2 separate regions of the Triticum aestivum genome follow, and region 2 is linked to region 1. A link is a contact called in public Hi-C data. All regions are on one chromosome and are shown on one strand. Each heading gives the region's core, a stretch centred on a gene start, on an enhancer-like site or on the middle of the called end of the contact. The rest is flanking DNA. Distances are from core to core; before and after follow the strand shown.

Region 1 (2,932 bases), core at 233-2,732:
CGACATCATGTGATCGCCGTTGGATGTGTAGAAGTATCCGACATTTGAGACAGATTTGATAATCCGAGTTGGAGTTGCGCTAAGGTTGTCAGGTGTTATCTCTAGAACTTTGGCGGCAGTGGTGAGGCACCAGTCATTCAGCAAAAGAGCGAAGGAAAGTTAGTGAGGTACGGAGCAGGAAATGGAGACGGTCGAAGGCATGTTCAGACGTTTGACCAAGAGGCAAGAGCAGTGGTACCCTCGTGGTCGTGGGTGTAGGGTCGCCGGTCCGTGCGTTTGTGGTGGATCCGATGATTATGGCTCTGCTTCGACCTATATCAGCTAATTAAGTGCTTCTGTTGCCACTAGAATCTGCAACAGTTGGTGGTACCATTCGAGACGCTCTCACGTTCTGCTTCTCCCCGCAAGCACAAATCATACTGCTGCCCGTGGAATTTTTCTGTATTCCAAGCAGCAGACTTGCAACAGTTGATGATTATGGCTTTGCTTCTGTAACCAAGTAGTACTACCGCTGTTGCCACTAGAACTTGCAACAGTTGGTAGTAGTACCATTGGAGACGCTCTCACGTTCCGGTTCTCCCCCGAGGCAGAAATCATACCAAACCTTGAGGAATTTTCTGCATTCCAAGCAGAGGCAGACTTTAGGCTTTGATCATGATTCGTTGGTGAATGCCCGAGTACATTCTTTACAAAAAAGCTGTGAGGGTTTTGCAAAAGGAACACCAAGAAGATGAGTGCGTGCGCCGGAATAAAGCTGAAAAGAAGCTATGCTCATGCTCATGCTCCCCGGGCCTTTCTCTCCTTTTGATCGATCCCTCCTTTCCCTTTCCTCTTTCTCCCCCGATTCCTGTGCTGCAGCTGCAGTTGCAGGTTCTCGCCGGCGGAAAGCCCGCGGCCGAGTGGGATGATGTGGGCCGATCGACTGGCCTCCGCCACATTTTTTACGAGCCCGATCGGGAATCCGATGCGGTGCGGTGGCCATGGCCGGAGGGAGGAGGTGTCGGCAGCCAGGCCGCGGCCCCTATCGTTTTCTCCGAGTCAGCCGGATGCATATGCAGATGCAGACGCCGCGGCGTGCGTGCCCGGTCTGGCTCCGGGGCCGACACGGCTCATTATTGCGGAGTTTATTTGCTGTGCAGCATGTTCGTCATGGCCATGGCGTTGAACGACCGACGGGGAGCATTGATGAGGGCGATCTGGGCCGTGACAACGATGCCCGCGCATGGCGCGCTGCTGCGTTTGAACTTTGAACTTTGAAAGCGAGCCATGGCTCTGTACCCTGCATCTGACCGATCCACAGATCATGGCTTGGCTTGCTTGTCAATCAGTATGAGCAGTGGGTGAAGTGCTGGAGGCATGGACGCGTACTCTACGGTACCGTCTCCCTGGGATCATGTCTCCGTACGGAGCCCCAAGCCACTGTATTGTCCGTCGCGGTACTGTATTCCGTTCTGTCCGTGCTGGTGTGAGTGATCGCGACTGGCAGCCGCATTCACTGCTAGTATGCCGCGCCCATACGCACATACGGCTCACCTAGTCCCGTACTCTACTGTATCTTATCGGAAATGACCAAGGAGCGCCAAGATTTCAGAGATCCAACCTTGTCACCTCAGAGATTAAATTCGCGAGCCGTGCCCCGGTCGGAGCGTGACACGCACGGCGGCCGCGAGGCCGTGCGAGGTCGGAGCTCAGCCAGCACGTACTAGGCCGGCGCATGTCGTGTCCAGATCACCGGCCATCATAAATGATTTTACCAGCCGTTTTTCACCCACAGCCTGAAGAAAATGTCTGGGAGCGCGGCGCAACACGCTGCGTCCGAAACCGGCCACCGTGAATCTTCCCCACGACACGACCTGAAGAAAAGAAATCTCTCCGCTCCACGGAGTCTCAGTCGGAAAAGAAGGCGCCTGAGCACGGGCAGCTAGCCTAGCGACGCCAAAAGACGCGGCCATGTGTTCTCTCGTCTTTCTCGTTTACCTTTCGCCCGAGTCCACGCCACCAACGGACGAAGCTGCGGCGCGCGCGAGAGCACTGCTTTTCCGTTATCCCACTGCTCCAGCGTCAAGGGGGATGATCATGATGGTACTAGCTACTACTACTAGTGATTAAGGTTAGCTTTACTTTTCCATTAGCGAGCAAAGTGCGTGCGTTCGCACCTTGACAAGTTTGTTAATCTGCCTTTGCGTCGCGGGTAAGTCGAGCACTGACTTGGTGAACCGGGTCAAAAGAGGGCGGCCGGCAGCACACACTGTGGCAGTAGCAACGAGTGTAGTAGCAATACTATAATCCGTTTGACAGTGATCATTATGGTCAAGTGCGGCTGTTCTCCCCGCAGTACCGTGGCAAATGATGACATTATGGGCATGGGCGCATTGCATCCCATTCTAGCACAAGGTGATGTGTAAGTTTTGTTAGTGGAGTGTAGGAGAACACGCTTAGCGTCACTGAATCTTGAGTAGTTAATGCCACGCTTCCTGCAAAAATAATACTACTGTAATAACAATTAACGCCACGCTTCCATTAGAGGAAGATACGGGGTAGATTTTCCGAGGGAAAGAACGACGGAGGGGGACGGGTAAAAGGGACAGCAGGCAGATACTAGTGGGAGGAGTACAAGGAATCCAATCCAAGTCTTGGAATAAAAGAGGAGGCGAAAGCGTCGTCTCCCTCCCGATACACATACGCCCACCGTTCCATTCACATCCTTGTTACCTTTCTCACCACGGCATAAACAAAAGGCTTGTGAAAAGAGGACGACGGGTGAAAAGACGGAGGCTTGGGAGAGAGGCGAAAGGATCGGCCGAGGGAAAAACATGGCCGAGATTCGATTCCAACGTCACACAACACGAACACAGTGGCCATTAAGGATAAAGGAGCAAGCAAGCGTGGTAAAAATAAAAGCTACCGGTGGGGATAAGGCAACAACGGCGGC
Region 2 (3,120 bases), core at 556-3,055, 180 kb before region 1:
GTCGCCCCTTCGGGCCTTAGCGCCGCGGCCTGCGGTACACTCCGCTGTCACCGCGCGCCGACCTCCCGTGGTATGCGCCGCGCCGTCTACCTTGGCACGGGAACGTCACCGTCCGCGCCGGTCTTCGTCACGCTGTCAGGGTTCTTCGCCTACTTCGAGCATCGCCGTCGCGCTCATAACCTAGCCGCTGCCGCCGCCGCTCTTCTTTGGCCGCCGCCGTCGCTACCTCTGTAGCCGCCGTAGCCGCCCGTCTGCCCCCTTCATCTTCGTCCAGCACCAGCCCGTCGCCAGCGTCGCCGTCATCTACCCCGACCGCTTCATCTACTCCGACAACCGCGGCGACATTGGCCCCGCGCCGATTGGCGCCGCAACCGTCGTCGAGTCCTTCTTTGCTGTCCTCTCAAACTTCTTCGACATGGCGTACAGCTCGTGCAGGTCCCAGTCTACGCATGCTCGGTGCTGGCAACACCGCCGCGTGCCTTCGTCCACGACGTGTCCCCGGGCCTGGCAAGCCTGGTGCGGTGCTTCGTCAACTTCGTCTTCGTCCGTCTACGCATGCCCGGTGCTGGCAACACCGGTGCGTGCCTTCGTCCACGATGTGTCCCCGGGCTTGGCAAACCCGCCGCGACGCGTCGTCAACAACATCATCTTCCTGGCGCACCCCTACTTCGACACCACTGCGCCCATGCTAACTCGGCGCCCCCTTGCGCCCGCGGCTCCACGGCGACTTCCTCGACACCGGCCACCCTGACTCGACATGGACCACGGCATTCTTCGCACGGCTACCTCGACCACGGCTCCACCACCCACGCTCTCGGCTACCTCGACAAACGGCACAAAGGGCTATCGCCTTGCTTGAGCAACCTCGTCGGTTGCCACTCCAGCCACGACTCCGCGATCCGTCGACCGTTACGACTGTGGGGGGTGTCCGTTGGCTTGCCTTCGGATTCTTCTCCAGTCTCACCGTCTGCGTCGCTACCGTTGTGACTGCGGGGGATGTTGAGTATAAGATTATTAGGAAGTATAGGATAGACTAGGATTTGGTCATGCCTTGTCTTGTACTCCAAGTTGGTCTTTGTACTCCTATATATATGCCCATGAGGCTCAATCAATACAATCAACTATTCCACTAGTATCGATCTCATGGTGCGGGATTACGTGCACTACAGCGGAGACCTCGTTGATCAGTGGACGACACACGCGTGACACACGCTCCACTAGCAACACCAAAGCTAGCGGCGGCCTGGTGTGCGCGTGGATAGGTAGCTAGCTGATGTGCGGTGCAAGTGCAACGCACGAACCATCCCATCCCATTGCTCAGCTCAATTCGCCCCCAACTTATCGCACATGCAGGTTCATGTGTCTGCTGATTGGCGCAAGTGATGGAGGAGGGCACGCATGCATGCATGCGTGCATGCCAGCTAGGACGGCAAAATATCACGGCCAAAAGCTCGCATCCATGCTGTACTACGTCGTAGAGTACTGCACCAGGTAGGTCTCGGCGATGGGATACGTACGCATACTACCAGTCGAAGATTTCTCGATCAGCAGCCGGCCGGCCGTCAGCCAGTTCTGCTGGATCCGGTGGATGAGGGACGACGGGTGGAGGTTGATCCCGACCCACGCACGCTCGCGAGATCGATCCAGCCGCAGATGTCGTAGGACTACGTACGTGTGGACGTGGACGCGCTCGCTAGGAGATGAGATAGATCCCGTCGTCCGTCCAGATCGGGTCCTCCAGATTCCCCTGCCGATTGCTAGATTGGGTTTTGGCAGGAGCGGTGGCGCCGTGGCACGTAGCGCACGCCGAACGCGGGCACGCGGCTCGGCTTATCCTCTGCCCGTCGCGCAATCCGGCGACGGGGCACACGGGTTGGCCGAAGCCACGGTCCCCGCGCGCCCACTTGCGTCGGCTCGTCTCGTTTCCCATCGCCGCGCTCGATCGATCGAACTCCTCCTCGGCCAGCGGCGTCCCGTATCCGGCTAACCACACGATGTGGATGGGTGGCTCGGGCTCGTGTCACCGCCGCTTCTCCACGTCCGCCCACCGCGGCCTCTCCTTCTCGTGGCGCACCGCTGGCTTCGTCGCTCCTCTGGTGCGTGCGATAGGCTACGGCCGATCTGCCCATGGATGAATGGTGGCTCGGAAATATCGTGTGCATTCTCCGGGGACGTGATGGCTGCGTGCGGATCCCTGCTCTTGTCCACTTGGGGCGAGCGCTGATATTATGGTCGTCTCGTCTCCTGCTTTGATGTGTGATGTGGATGCGGCCATGTTCTTTGCTGGCCGGTCGACGGCAGCTACCTGGCATGTGTATTGCTGTCGCGCTGTGGCTTTTCGGTGTTGTGGAGATAAGGCGAAAGAAGCTTCAGAGAAATCAGTGGTTTCCCTGGCCATCCTTTTGCTCATTACACGAAGATCCCACTCTCGTGTCCATAGACCTGTCTTCTGCTCCTTGCTTCTCGTAACTTCAACTTGAACCATACAAGGCCTAGTGATTCTATGCAGTTCTCGGTGCAGTTGGTTCAGATCAGTGGCGAATCTAGGACCTAATTGCAGGGCAGGCTGAACTTCAAGGATACTAATCTTTTGGCGTTGGAAACCATTTTATGTGCTATGGGTAGTAACATAAACTTGTAAGAGCATTTTCAGCCGTTCGGCCCCTCAGGGCGTCGAAAAAGAGCGGCCTGAGGGTGAGCCGGCGGTAAACTCGGCGCTGGGAGTGGTTGGACACCCAGCCGTCGCCCTCCAGGTCGCCCCCAGACGCCGATTTCGACCCAACTGTGTCCAAAAACGGCCCAATATCTGCGTGAATCGACCCATATTTGGCGCGGTTCGGCGTGTTTCGGTGTGAATATTCGCATACAAATAGAAATCAATTAGTTCGTCACATAGTTCGGCATGGTTCAACGTGTTTCGGCATGTTTCATCACATAAATCAAATAGTTCAACAAATAGTTCAATACAAATTATATAGTTTAACAAATAAAAGCTCAAGTTTCATCACACGTCATTCCCACATCGCCCCGGCCTCGCCCTCACTGGTGGAAAAAGGGCCTTTGGTCGCGGTTCGCAACTGCCATTAGTCGCGGTTGCGCAACCGCGACCAAATAGGCGCG

Evidence for each region. A called contact is a pair of places that touch in the nucleus more often than the background predicts.
Region 2: a Hi-C map of leaf shows a contact between it and region 1, with 4 times the contacts expected there. The contact joins two enhancer-like sites. A contact is called at or near these places in 2 of 5 Hi-C or Micro-C datasets (both in leaf).

What each region holds. Positions count from the first base shown.
Region 1 is chr3B:726,434,336-726,437,267 of IWGSC CS RefSeq v2.1, reverse strand. No RefSeq gene overlaps it. Among protein-coding and RNA genes, the nearest start is that of LOC123072032, 96 kb to the left of the region's middle. Within about 2 kb of position 1,482, at least 6 of the 8 cell types and tissues checked have an H3K27ac peak or open chromatin away from gene starts, as enhancers often do. A contact at or near this core is called in leaf, where this site is marked.
Region 2 is chr3B:726,613,511-726,616,630 of IWGSC CS RefSeq v2.1, reverse strand. No RefSeq gene overlaps it. Among protein-coding and RNA genes, the nearest start is that of LOC123072032, 83 kb to the right of the region's middle. Within about 2 kb of position 1,805, at least 7 of the 8 cell types and tissues checked have an H3K27ac peak or open chromatin away from gene starts, as enhancers often do. A contact at or near this core is called in leaf, where this site is marked.